Regions from separate parts of the Arachis hypogaea genome. Here region 2 is linked to region 1. Evidence: chromatin contacts called from public Hi-C data. All regions are on one chromosome and are shown on one strand. Each heading gives the region's core, a stretch centred on a gene start, on an enhancer-like site or on the middle of the called end of the contact. The rest is flanking DNA. Distances are from core to core; before and after follow the strand shown.

Region 1 (6,025 bases), core at 1,288-3,787:
AGTTCCAATAAATCCTAGATCTACTAATCCGCATCTATCAATCCAATTAGCAAAGTTTCTACACATTCTAAGATCAATAGGTCTGCGACCTTTTTTCTCAGTGCTATCTTTTATTTCGTTAAAATCTCCTATTAACAGCCAAGGTTCTCCCATGTTTCTTGCTATTCTTTCAATACTCTGCCAAATCAATCTTCTATTGTTTGGTTGTGGATTCGCATAAACCACTGTGAGGCACCAGGGATCTTAGTTGTGACGCTACACTCTTGTATGTATAAATTGCTGGTTAGATTCTAATGTTGTAATAGAGATACTGTTGTCCTTCCAGCATATCCAAATTCCTCCTATAAATCCTTGAGCTTCCTCAATACTAAAATTGTTGAAACCAGTACCTTGGATAATTCTTCTAGCATTATTATTGCTAACTTTTGTTTCCAACAGGAGCACAATGTCAGGATTGTATTGTCTTAAGAATTCTTTTAAGGTGCATCTAAAAGCACAACTAGCCGTACCTCTAACATTCCAAGACATTATAATCATTAAAATTCTTAGAAGGAATTAGTTTAGCTACATATCCACAGCTATGTCTTTTCCTATCTTACTGATTCTGGGAGTTTCACACTCGACTCCCATTATCAGGTCTTCTATCTCCTTCTGCATGTCTGTTTCCATAGGCACATCAGATCTCTGTTCAAGCTCTCTAGGGTTTGGTGGTTCTTCCTCCTCCATTTTTTGGTATTCTTGCTCTTTGTTGTTGGTTGTTTGAAAATTTTGATTTTGCGTGTTGCCATTTGCTACCTTCCATCTCTCCTTGTATTTAGCTATGTTGTTTTCCTTATTATTCTGGCTGCTTTCTCCCTTGTATATCACTTTATTTGTGTTGTTCTGATTTTTTCTGCTTGTATTTGCTGAGTTTGTGCCTAAGTCAGTTCTATCTGGTTGTTCTTATTTTTTTGTTGTGTTGCTCTTTTCATTTTGATTCTTGTTTGGTTGTTTTGTCTCTTTTTCTTTGCCTCTTTGATTCTGTTCTTTTTCCTCTTGTGCTACTTTTTTGTTGCTTTCTTACTCTCTTTCCTCCTCATTCTCCATTCCACTTTCATTTGGCTCTTCTATTTCTAACACACTATATCTTGACTTATTATTTTTCTTGCTTTCTTTCTCTTTGGTGTGGCTGGCACCAGCTTCCTCTTTGTTTGTTTCCATCCTCATTCTCCTTTGTTTATGGGTTATTATCCATGGGCCATACTTATCTGATCCCTAGTTCATTGTGGCTTCATTTCCTTTTGCTTTCTCTTGTTCATTTTTTCTTGCTGCTTCTTGAGTTACTGCTGCTGTTTCCATATTTTTTGTTGCTTGTTTTTCCTTCTCTTATTTCTCTTTTTGTTGCTATTATTTTTCCTCTTTTAATTCCTTCCAAATATCGCAGTTTTTCTGTTCATGGTTTACTTTACCACATGTAAAGCAAATCTGGTGTATGTCCTCATATTCAACTTGGTATTCTTTTCCATTTACCATGTATCTTTTTAACAGTGGCTTAGTTAAGTCCACCTCCACGCATAGCCTTGCGAATTTTCTTCGACAGAGATGCGAGGTGTTGTAATCTACTTTACAGGTTCTACCTATGAGGTCACCTATTTTTCTTAGAATCTTTTCATTGTAGAGTTTGATGGGAAGGCCTGAAAGTCTAACCCATGCTGTGATTTTGTCAATCGAGATAAGAATGGGGTTAAAATTTGGCTCCCAGAGTCTTAAAGCCAAGTAGTGGTCATATATTTTCCAAGGACCATCAAGGAGATCATGATTTAAGTCATCCTCAGCATAAAACTTCACTAGGTAGAAGTCATTGCCAAGGTCTATGACATCCACTCCACCAAATCTGCCCCACATCATTTCCAGCCTCCTTTTTCATGGCTGCGTATCCAATCTTTCTCCCCATGAGTTTAACAATTAGGGATTTCCACCATAACTTCCAGAGTTCTCTTTTAGCATTATCATTTATAACAATGTTGAACATACTGTCTTCTATATCCACAACTAATATGTTTTCTTTGTCTTTTTTCTTTACATCTTCTCTTGGTTCTGTTGTTTCAGGTATTTTTTTCTAGTCACTCATCAATTCTTCATTTTCGGTGTCTGATAGGTCTTCATCGGATGTTGCTCCAGTTCCAGTGACCATGTTCGCATAGGACCTCGTTCTCTAATTCTCTACTTTATCTTTCATCCAATCTTCATGACAAGAGATAAACGCTTGTGTGTCTGAAAACCCATCTTCCCCTTTCCTAATCTTCTTCTTGTTTCTTGCTTGGTTCTCATGTTCCTGTGGTGGTCGGGAGTACTCATTGGGGGCCCGTTCCGGCCTATCGTTGCCGGTCATGGGCGGTGGTAGCCGTTTGAAACGTTAGCTTGTGCAGAGAAAAAACAAGGAGGGTGCTAACGGCTCCTTTCTTTTTTTATTTGTGTTAAGTGATAACTAATTAACTATACCCATGGGCCATGGACCAAGACCCCAAGTTGACAAGTCTATTTGAGTGGGGGAGAGGCCATGCTTTTTTAAGTTGGGGGGCCACTCCTTTATATATATAAAAAGAGAATTTTTTTTGGTGGGGCTGGAGCCTCATGAAATTTCGTCCCAGATAATTAGCATATTTTTTGAACTGGGAGATAGGTACACGGGCTTGGGCAAAAGGAAAAAAAAATTAGCAAGACTTTAAGCCTAATCAGGGGTAGCTCTCTTCTTCAAATTTGATTCTCTTCTTCAAATATGTGTTGCTAACCTAGAGATAAAGATGAGCAAGGTAAATTATGTTCATTATTTATTAACAAGCAAATCATGCGACCAAATCACTCACATTATTGTTGATTCAAAATTGATTAACTACCTCCTCGTGTAATTCAATTTCAATAAGCTAAGAGCAACTTTCTTGTTAATCAAAATCAAACCCACTGCACTATTTCCTTCACACACCCATAAACACTTAGTTTGATTTATATGGATATGAAGATTGAAGAAGATTTTGATCTAAAGAGAGATAGAGATAAAGAGAAATATATATAACAGATGATTTTGAAAAATTATATGTATATGTGAAGAAGAAATGGTTTGGTTCATTCCTTTATTTGCAACAACTAGAGGTTGTATCCAAAAGGATAACATAATTCCAAATTGTTAAAGATGTACTTACCCGGAGGTATTTTCTAGAAAATTGATGGTCTAATAATTTCACAATTTGGGATAAAACTTTGTCTTGGGTTTTCTCTTTTACTAACTTTATTCAATATTGTCATTCTTATTTTTATAATACTATTTTTTTTATAAATTTATACAAATATACCATGCAAAAGAATAAATAATGTAAAAGTAGCATTATAAAAAAATAGAAATAGCGTTATTGCTTTCCGATTTCTGGATACCTTTTGTTCCCTATGCAGCTACTATTGTTATTAGTTTTATGGTGTTGCAACGAACTTTGGTGGCTCTAATATGGAAATAATAGCTAGTGTGTAATGGGAGAGGCATGAATAGTGATCTTTATTGATGTATTTTAGAAGAATCTAGAAACTATAGGAGTTTCTAATAGGCTTTGTGTGGAATGTTAATTATCTATGAAAAAGTATAGGTAATTAATAACATTTTTAAACAATAATATGTGAATAATATGAATTAATAGGATTAAAAGAGTAAATTTAATGAGTAGTATTAAATTAGAGTATAGTGTACTTATATTTAATTAGTAATTGTTCATGTTGTTTAAGATAATCATTGTTTACTTAGCACTTCCCATTATCTATTTACATTATTCATATTAATATAAGATGATTTAATATATCGAGTAATATGAGCACCTGAGTAAAATTACTGTTCATCATGCTTATGTGTATTAGTTTTTAATGTATACTTCCTAACTAAATCTCTAACTAAAATAGTCATCCTATGCTAAAATCATTTTTGAAATTCAAATTATATCAATTATATTTTTAAAATTAATAAAAATATACCACATTAATTTTGGATTTTTTTTACGTACTAACATCGCTTGATAATGTGAATTATATATCATATTATGATTTAACTACGTGTAATTATATAATGGCATAGTAATAATTGAAACATAATATATTGACATAAACTATTATATCACATGTCACAATATTATTTGTTATTTGTTTGTGTGTCAATTTGTGTCTCATGTTATAAATACATTCAATTAATTCCTAATTTTACACTAAATAACTCATTTTAATTTTTAAATCTAAACCTAATTTATTATTTGTTGAAGGCTTTACAGTTGACCCGACTTAGCCTATAATAATAAGAGATGGTTAGTAGAGTTAATCATTGTGAATAAAATATTATATTAATTAAATCATTATACGACTATATATAGTAATATTATAACCTTCAGAAATCTATATAAGTCATTATATAATTACGTTGCCATGGCAATTCGAAAATCTGAAATTAGTAAAAGTTACCATGACCGATATCATTCACATCTTAACTTATAAGTCATTATTATATGTTTAGCAATAACCATTTCAAAACCTAATATCCAATGTTTCAAAACCCGCACTTCTTTAACCATATAAAATAAACAACCAGCACGAGTCCATCAAAAAAAAGATACCGGGATACCACATATTAGAGGTATAAGTTACTGATTGGACCAAAATTTATCGTAAAATCGAACCGAAATTTACAATAACTGAATGAAAAACTAAAAAAATCTGTTTTTTTTTTTCGAATTAAATCGATCGGTTCGATTCAGTTTTTGATTGGCTCAATAAAAATCGAACCAAATCGAACTGAAGTATTGGTTCAGAAATGCTTGTTTTTACACATTTACCCTTTAACCTAATATGCAAACCTCTAACCTCCCAATTCCTACTCAGCACAGCCACAAGTCACAACCCCACAACACAATGCATCAGTAAACTAAGGTCCATCTTTCTCCTCTATGCCTGATTGCCTGAGACCCTGAGAGAATGAGAGCTTGAGAGAGCCAGAGAGCTGAGAGCTGAGAGCGCCGTCGTTGAGTCGCCGTGAAGGACGTCGTCGATCTCCATCACAGGCGTTGCAGAGAGTTGTCTTCACGCCATTGTCTTGCCGTTGTCGATTTCCGTCTGAGCCGTTCTTCTCTGTCGCCGAATAGCAGTCCTCATTGCCGTCCAGCAATCTTCGTCGCTAAGCAGTTCCTCTTTGTTGGCAAGAAAACCCTTGGTTCGAGCCTTCTCTTGCAACTCACAATGTCGTCTTCTGAGGTTGGTAACTCGGTTTTTTCATAATTTATTGCAAGTTATTACTTATTAGATGTTCTTGTTGCTGGGCTGTTGAAAATTTGTTGTTGTTGCTGTTCGTTGAATTGAAGAAGCTCTTTGTATATATATACTTCTTATCACAATTTTAATTATAAATCCACATGATTTAATTTTTTAAATTTTTACTTCTTTATATCATATCAATTAAGATTCCAATTCCAAATATTAACTCATATAAGCAAAATAAAAAAATTTGGTGCTTACAGAGATATTTTACCTACTTTAGTCACTGCCCGACCACTTGAATCCTAATTGTATTTTCTCTTTGATTAATCTTTAGGACTGGTTTTGTCTTCCTGATCTTTGGTTTTTTCAAAATTTATTGCAAGTTATTAGATATTCTTGCTGCTAGATTAATTTATGTTGGATGAATCTAGTGTTGGATTAAGTTATGGATTTGGGATATTTTAGTTAGCCACAACTTTTTAAACATTGTCATGTCCTTATATCTACATTATGTCATGAAGTATCCCATACTTAATAAATCAAGTTTAGAGGCAAAAATGAACGTGAATAGTAGTACTCTTTAGTCTTTTCTAGACCAAAAGACCAATAATTACTTTGATGCAGGTTTGATAACATTAACACATAAAGATTAATGGAAATCATGTTTGAAGAAGAGAAAAGAGATTTTGGATTTGATGTAAAGACAATAGATTGAAAAGATTATATCACGAATGTTCATATTCCAGCTCTAAGGAAAGGGGAATGG
Region 2 (6,474 bases), core at 2,512-5,011, 110 kb after region 1:
ATATGTCGAGTTGAAGTCCTATCTTTTATAAAAGTGAAGTTTTTCAACTCCAAATATAAAATATGATATAATTTTATTGGAAAGTAAAGTTATTTTTAAATTAAATATTTTCACTTTTATTTTATATAATTTTTATTCTCATTATTTTATTTTTTATTATAATAAAAAAATATTATTATTATTATTATTATTATTAAGTTACAATTAGAGTGGAAAGTGAGTCAAATTGAGTTCAAGCAAAACAAGTTTAAATTTATCTAAAATAATTAAATTCAACTCATGACTTGATTCATTAACTATTGAACTTGTTTAATAAAGTTCAAGTTCAACTCACCAAAAATTTTTAAGATAGTTCGAATACTCAAATAATATAAATATAATTTATAATTTTATATAAAATGATAACATATATAAAAAAAGGGGGTTAAGTACGATTTTGGTCTCTAAAGTAGGGGGTTGGAAATTTTTTTCGTCCCCAACCTTTTTTTACTTACAAAATCGTTCTTAAAGTTTAACTTAGTTTTCAAATTGTCCTTTGGACCAAAATACCATTTCTCTTTTTCTCCAAAATCAACCAAAAACAGAGGTGAAGTGAAAGCAGAAACAGAAGCAGAAGTAGAAAGCAGAAGCATAATCAACAACAATAAAACAGCAACAACCAAAAGCAGAAGAATAACAACAACAATGGATAATAGAATCAAAGCAACAACAAGCAGAACCAGGAACAAAAACAAAAACAGAAGCAGAAGCAAAAGCAGAAAACAAAAGCAGAAGCAACAATAATGAAACAACAACAACAACAACCAGAATCAAAAGAAGAGCAACAATAATGGATAATGGAATCAGAACAACAACAACAACAACAACCGAAAAGGAAGACAAAGAACACCGGTGACCGACGAAGAGCATCAACGACCGTCCAACCTCGTAGATCTGTTGGTGTGAACGAGACCTCACTCCAACGGCGGTGACGGGATATGGCTCGATGACCGACGACGGCGGTTCGCGATGAGGATGACGGCATGGTGAGCTGGACGCAATGTCCCTTGGTGCCTCTGTTCCTCTCTTCTCTTCCTCTCCACTTCTCCTTCTCTCTCCCGCTGCTCTCTCATCTCTTGCTGTTAGTGTGAGTGTGTGATGAGGAAGAAAGAAAACGACGAGATTTAGCGGTGAGATCCAGCAGCGAGGACCGAACAATAAGGAGCAGTGGTGGCAGCGAGGGATTCCCTTTCCCTTCCCTTTCCCACCTTCCATTCTCCCTCTTCTTCCCTGGAAACCCCCCAAGTATGATTCCCTTCCCCAGTTTCCCATTTTCTCGTTTTCTTTATATATATATATATATATATATATATATATATAGATAATAAAAATAAAAAATTTGGTAAAAAGGACGATTTTAAAACTAAGTTAAATCTTATGGACGATTTTGTAAGCAAAAAAAGGTTGGAGACGAAAAAATTTTCAATCCCTACCTTAAAGAACAAAATCGTACTTAACCCTAAAAAAAACATCTAGATATAATTTGAGTCAATTTACAAATAAGTAAATTAAATTTATCTAAATATAATTTCGATTCATTTAATATTCACTAAAATTCAAACTCAAAATTGGCTGACACTATTATAGACTTCCTAAAGGTTCTTAATGAATTGAAAAAGGGTAATATATCCTGATTCAGTCTCCAAATATAATGAAACTTATATTCAGTCTTTTTTACGAATTATAATAGAATTTTTACTAAAATCAATAATGATTTTAATCACTAATTTCAAGAAAGTCACGTTCTTGTCACTCACCTAATTAAGCTAACCTAAGCTTAGTAACCTTTAAATGCTAATCTAACGTAATAGAGAACAAAGTACATTCTAATCCCAATATACTTTCGAAACAATTACTCAAACAAAAGTATAAAATAACTTTTATATGAACTAATTATTTTTACTTTTTTATCTCTCAATATAAACTTAATTTTATTAGACAACAAAAAAAATATTAAAACACACTCAAAATAAAAAGAACACCAAATCAGCAAAAAGCTATATCTCTCAACGTGTTTTAGTTGGTTGCCTTTTTTTTTTTTTAATGATTCCTTCATATATAGATAGCATGATCTCTTCTTTTAATGTAGGAATCATTTCCTTATTTGATTGAAATTGAATTACCCAGTTGCACTCATTAAGAAGATAGTCGTTGACTTTGAATGTGGATAACTTCCTTATTTGGTTTGATTACAATGTGTACTAGCTTTCTATGAATACATAATCGATCTTGTTAGTAAATATATCAAACATATACTGTACTGTTTTGCTTGAATCATGAATTATTAATTGAGATTTTTTTTTGAATTTATTTTAGAGAATTGTCAACTATATAATGAAGCCTGAAGGTCAATTTTTAAAAATAAATCTTTTTTTTATATTGAATATGATCTCATGAAATTTTTTCTTTTTTGTTGCTTTTTATTTTAATAAAATAATATCACAATAAATACTTATTTTTTTAATATATTTCTTGTTAAAATTTAGATTATATTAAGATTTTTTTTACAATACTTAAAATATATAATTAATATACTCAATCAATTATATTTTAATAAAATATTTGTCATCATTAAAATTGTTGGATATTTTCTTAACTTAACAACACTCTATCCATTCTTTAATTTATTTTACACTCCATAACCTGCTAACGCATTCAAAAGGGAACAAAACGGTTGACCAGGTCCGGGTGTTTCTTCTAGAATTGGTCTTGAACTGGTAAGCGCGCCTTCACTCTTGGTCCTTATTTCTCTTTACTAATATTTTAGAATATGTTTCAGTCTATAAATTAAATACTAAATCAGTCTTTCACGACTTTAGGTACATTTTAATTCGGCATTCGAACTTACTTAACTTCTTGAGTTAAGACCAAATCAGCATAATTTTTAATATTTTGCAAAAAAATTAAAAATATAAGAGAATATAAGAGAAAAAAAATTTTGGTAAAAAAATATTTTATTGTTCAAGTATTTGATACAAATAATTTACACATACACAAATTCTAACTTTCACCCCCTATTTATAGTCATCCACTTCTTAATAGATGGTTAGAATTAAATCTAATTAACAGTCTAAATTAATCATCTAAAACCTTCTTTACAAATATTTATCCTACCACAATTTTTTAAATGTTTTTAGATTATTTCATACCATTCTTTATACTTTTATATATATCTACACTTTTCTAAAATACTCTATGACCTTTCAGAGTCTTTCGAGACTTTCTAAGATATTTTAGAACGTTTTGGAACTATCTAAAATATTTTCAAATACTTCAAAATACTATACAAATACTATTAAATTTAACCGTCTAAAATTTATCGTGATAAATCGCTACATATTTGTTTATGTTTATATTTGTTATTCTACGTATTTTTCATTATCATTAAAATGAGTAAATATTTACGGAAGAATAATCAATTTTGTTGTTATTATTATAGAGTAATTAATTTTTGGTGTAACATAATTGAAGACTTAATGATATTTGTTCTTGTTAGTTAAGTTTATAAATAATAATAATAGGTTGTTAAATAAAGTATTTTTTTATTATATGCTCATCTATCTGATTCATCATCTTAATTTAAATAGCCGACTTCCTAGGAGAAACGTAATCACTGACGACCGATATTATAGAATGAAAAAATCAGCTGCAAGTGGACCCTTGGGAGTTGAAACTTGAAGGTTGAAAGAAGATGAGGAAGTAAGTAGAACTGTAGAAGTACACATGCTTTCTGTACACACTTCAACCAGTTTAATACAAAATCATTTTCTTTCACAAGTAGTTAGTATAAGTGTATAACTAAGGTATGTAACATGTGATAATATTATTATTGGTGAATTATGTTGGCATACCATAGATATTTTAATAGGCGATGCCAGGACTAGCTAGTATGCTAGGAGAATTACAAGAAAATCACCTATTTAATAATAAATTTTTAGATTATATTTAAAAAGAATAATTTATTCATAAAATAGATTATACTTTTTTTAATGTGTTATTTTTCAATCTCGCTACATTATCAATAGTATATTTACTAATTTTTACCAACTCTTATTTATAATTGTATTTAATAAAAATATCTTTATAAATGTGTCTAATAAAAATATTTTTTTATGGCTGTGTCTAATAAAAATATTTTTATAGATATATTTTCTAAAAATATCTTTTTATACATGTATTTAAAATATAATAATTAATTATTATTGATAATAAATTGACAGATAGTATATTAATATTCTATATTTTTCTGTTATTTTTATAGTAAAATAGAAAATATAGTTATAACATTATTTAACAAGTATTTTTTTAAATAATAAAAAATTCACTTATAAAATAATTTTATTTTAATATTAATAGATATATTTTTTTTATAAAAGATATACTTTTGAAAGTAATCTAATATTTATATTTTAGATGCGCTTTACAAACGTTATCTAATATCAAATGCACGCAAATTTAGTGAATTTTTTTTTTTCATTTTCACGCTAATATACAAATCAGTGCGCCTTCTCCTTCCTTGTAAGATTTTCTTTCGTTTTCATGCATCATCAACATTATCACCTTCATCTTCACATCTTCATCGTTGTTGTTCATTACCATCGTTGTATCCTTTCTAACCTCTCTGTGTCTCACTCTACATCCTTCTTTCTCACTCATTCTTTCACTTGTTTTCTCTTTTGGGTGTCAAAAAAGGTGTGTGGCTATTGTAAAATCTCAAACTTTTAAAAATTTTATTACAAACTAGTTTTAATTTATTTTATTTGTTCAAGACTTTATTTTAAAAAATTATTTTATTAAAGATAACTAAATTAAATTTTGATAAATTAAGTTTAAATTAAATAAGATTCTTATATAATTTTTATAATAATTAGACATTTAAAATGTTTAAAATTTAAAAGTTTTAGTAACTTAAAAAGTAATGAGGATTTTATATAATATAATTTGAATAATTAAAATTTAAAATTGAATACTTTAATTTTATGAACCAAAAACAATTTTATTGAATTATCTTTAATTTTTAAATTAAAATACTTATTAAAAACTAATTAGTGAATTTATAAAAAATATTTTTAAAATAATTTTAATGAATTATATTTAATTTTAAATTACTATTTTATTCTCTAATTTTATTAAATATCTATTCTACTCTTAAATTTTTAACTAAATCTTAATAAAAGAATAAATATAATTATATGACTATATAAAATATTTTACGCTATTAATATACTAAAATTAAACTTATATTTATTATTGTTTGATCTAATTTTTATCTATAAATAAAAACCATAAGAACAAGTTATTAGCTACAAGTTTTGCTAGTGAGTTCATTCTTGTATGTGCAATGCAACAAGTATCATATAATATAGAGAAATTGCGTTACAAATGATCAAGTATTATACATAAATTTCTACTTTTAATTTTCTATTCCATTCTTTCCAACCAAATATAGAGAATTTTCCTATTCTTGGTATTAGTCAATGTATACGTGACTTTCTACATGGACAGAGGCACAATAAGGATGATGATATGACAAGTTGGTTCTAATCAAATTTGTTTAAATAGTTTGCCTATGTATTAACTGAAGTTCTACAATATGTCAAAAAACTGTGGCACTAAAAATTAGACTTCAGATGGCAATTTTTTTGGGGAAAGCAAAAAGCAGCGAACAAGATTGGTTAAATGAAAGAATAACCTCATCAAGTATGATTTCTTCCAATTTTTTCATTTTTTGTTAGCAAGGATCTGCAGTGAGTGAACCTTGGTTTTCTTCCTGTTTCCCCTTTTATTCATTTTCCCAATTGTTTGCTTCGTTGGATCACAAATAAAAGCAGGCATGCGTACGCATGAATCAAAAGCTGGCCCAAATGGTTCTGTGGTTGAAGGGAATCTAAATCCATAATTTTCTTTGGACTTTTATTTTGGTCTGTAAATCAAATCCATCGAAACATAAACTCTAGCTGGCCACCAAGTGGGACTTCAAGCCACAAACATAAACCGATTATAATATAAGCCCAAGGTAGCATTTATTTTAAAATACTGGGACGGAGACTCACATACTAAAATTTAATATTATATTTGTTAGTTCAGAAGTAAAAAATTGGTATTAAAATTTTAGTCTCTATCTCAAATTTCAGTACTGATATTTCAGTATTTCTAAAAATAGAGACACAAGAGACTGGAATTTTTGGGAACGGAAACTAAAACTTTAATAATATTTTATACCTAAAATACCCATATTTCAATTAATTAATTCCAACTTTATTCTTTATATAAATTAAATTAGAACTTCATTCTTATTTCAATTTCATTCTTCCACTTTATACCAAACACAATACTGAGACTTATTTCAATCTCTGTTTCTTAGTCTCTATTTTTCAATCTCAATCTCTTAATCTTTGTTTTTCTTTCAAACACTACCTTAGTGTTGAGTGTCTA

Evidence for each region. Hi-C and Micro-C count contacts between places; a contact is called where the count stands out from the background.
Region 2: a Hi-C map of leaf shows a contact between it and region 1, with 1.9 times the contacts expected there. The contact joins two enhancer-like sites. A contact is called at or near these places in 2 of 8 Hi-C or Micro-C datasets (leaf and an unstated tissue).

The regions. Positions count from the first base shown.
Region 1 is chr10:10,732,659-10,738,683 of arahy.Tifrunner.gnm2.J5K5, forward strand. No RefSeq gene overlaps it. Among protein-coding and RNA genes, the nearest start is that of TRNAE-CUC, 5.9 kb to the right of the region's middle. Within about 2 kb of position 2,538, at least 3 of the 3 cell types and tissues checked have open chromatin away from gene starts, as enhancers often do.
Region 2 is chr10:10,843,335-10,849,808 of arahy.Tifrunner.gnm2.J5K5, forward strand. No RefSeq gene overlaps it. Among protein-coding and RNA genes, the nearest start is that of LOC112718170, 24 kb to the right of the region's middle. Within about 2 kb of position 3,762, at least 2 of the 3 cell types and tissues checked have open chromatin away from gene starts, as enhancers often do.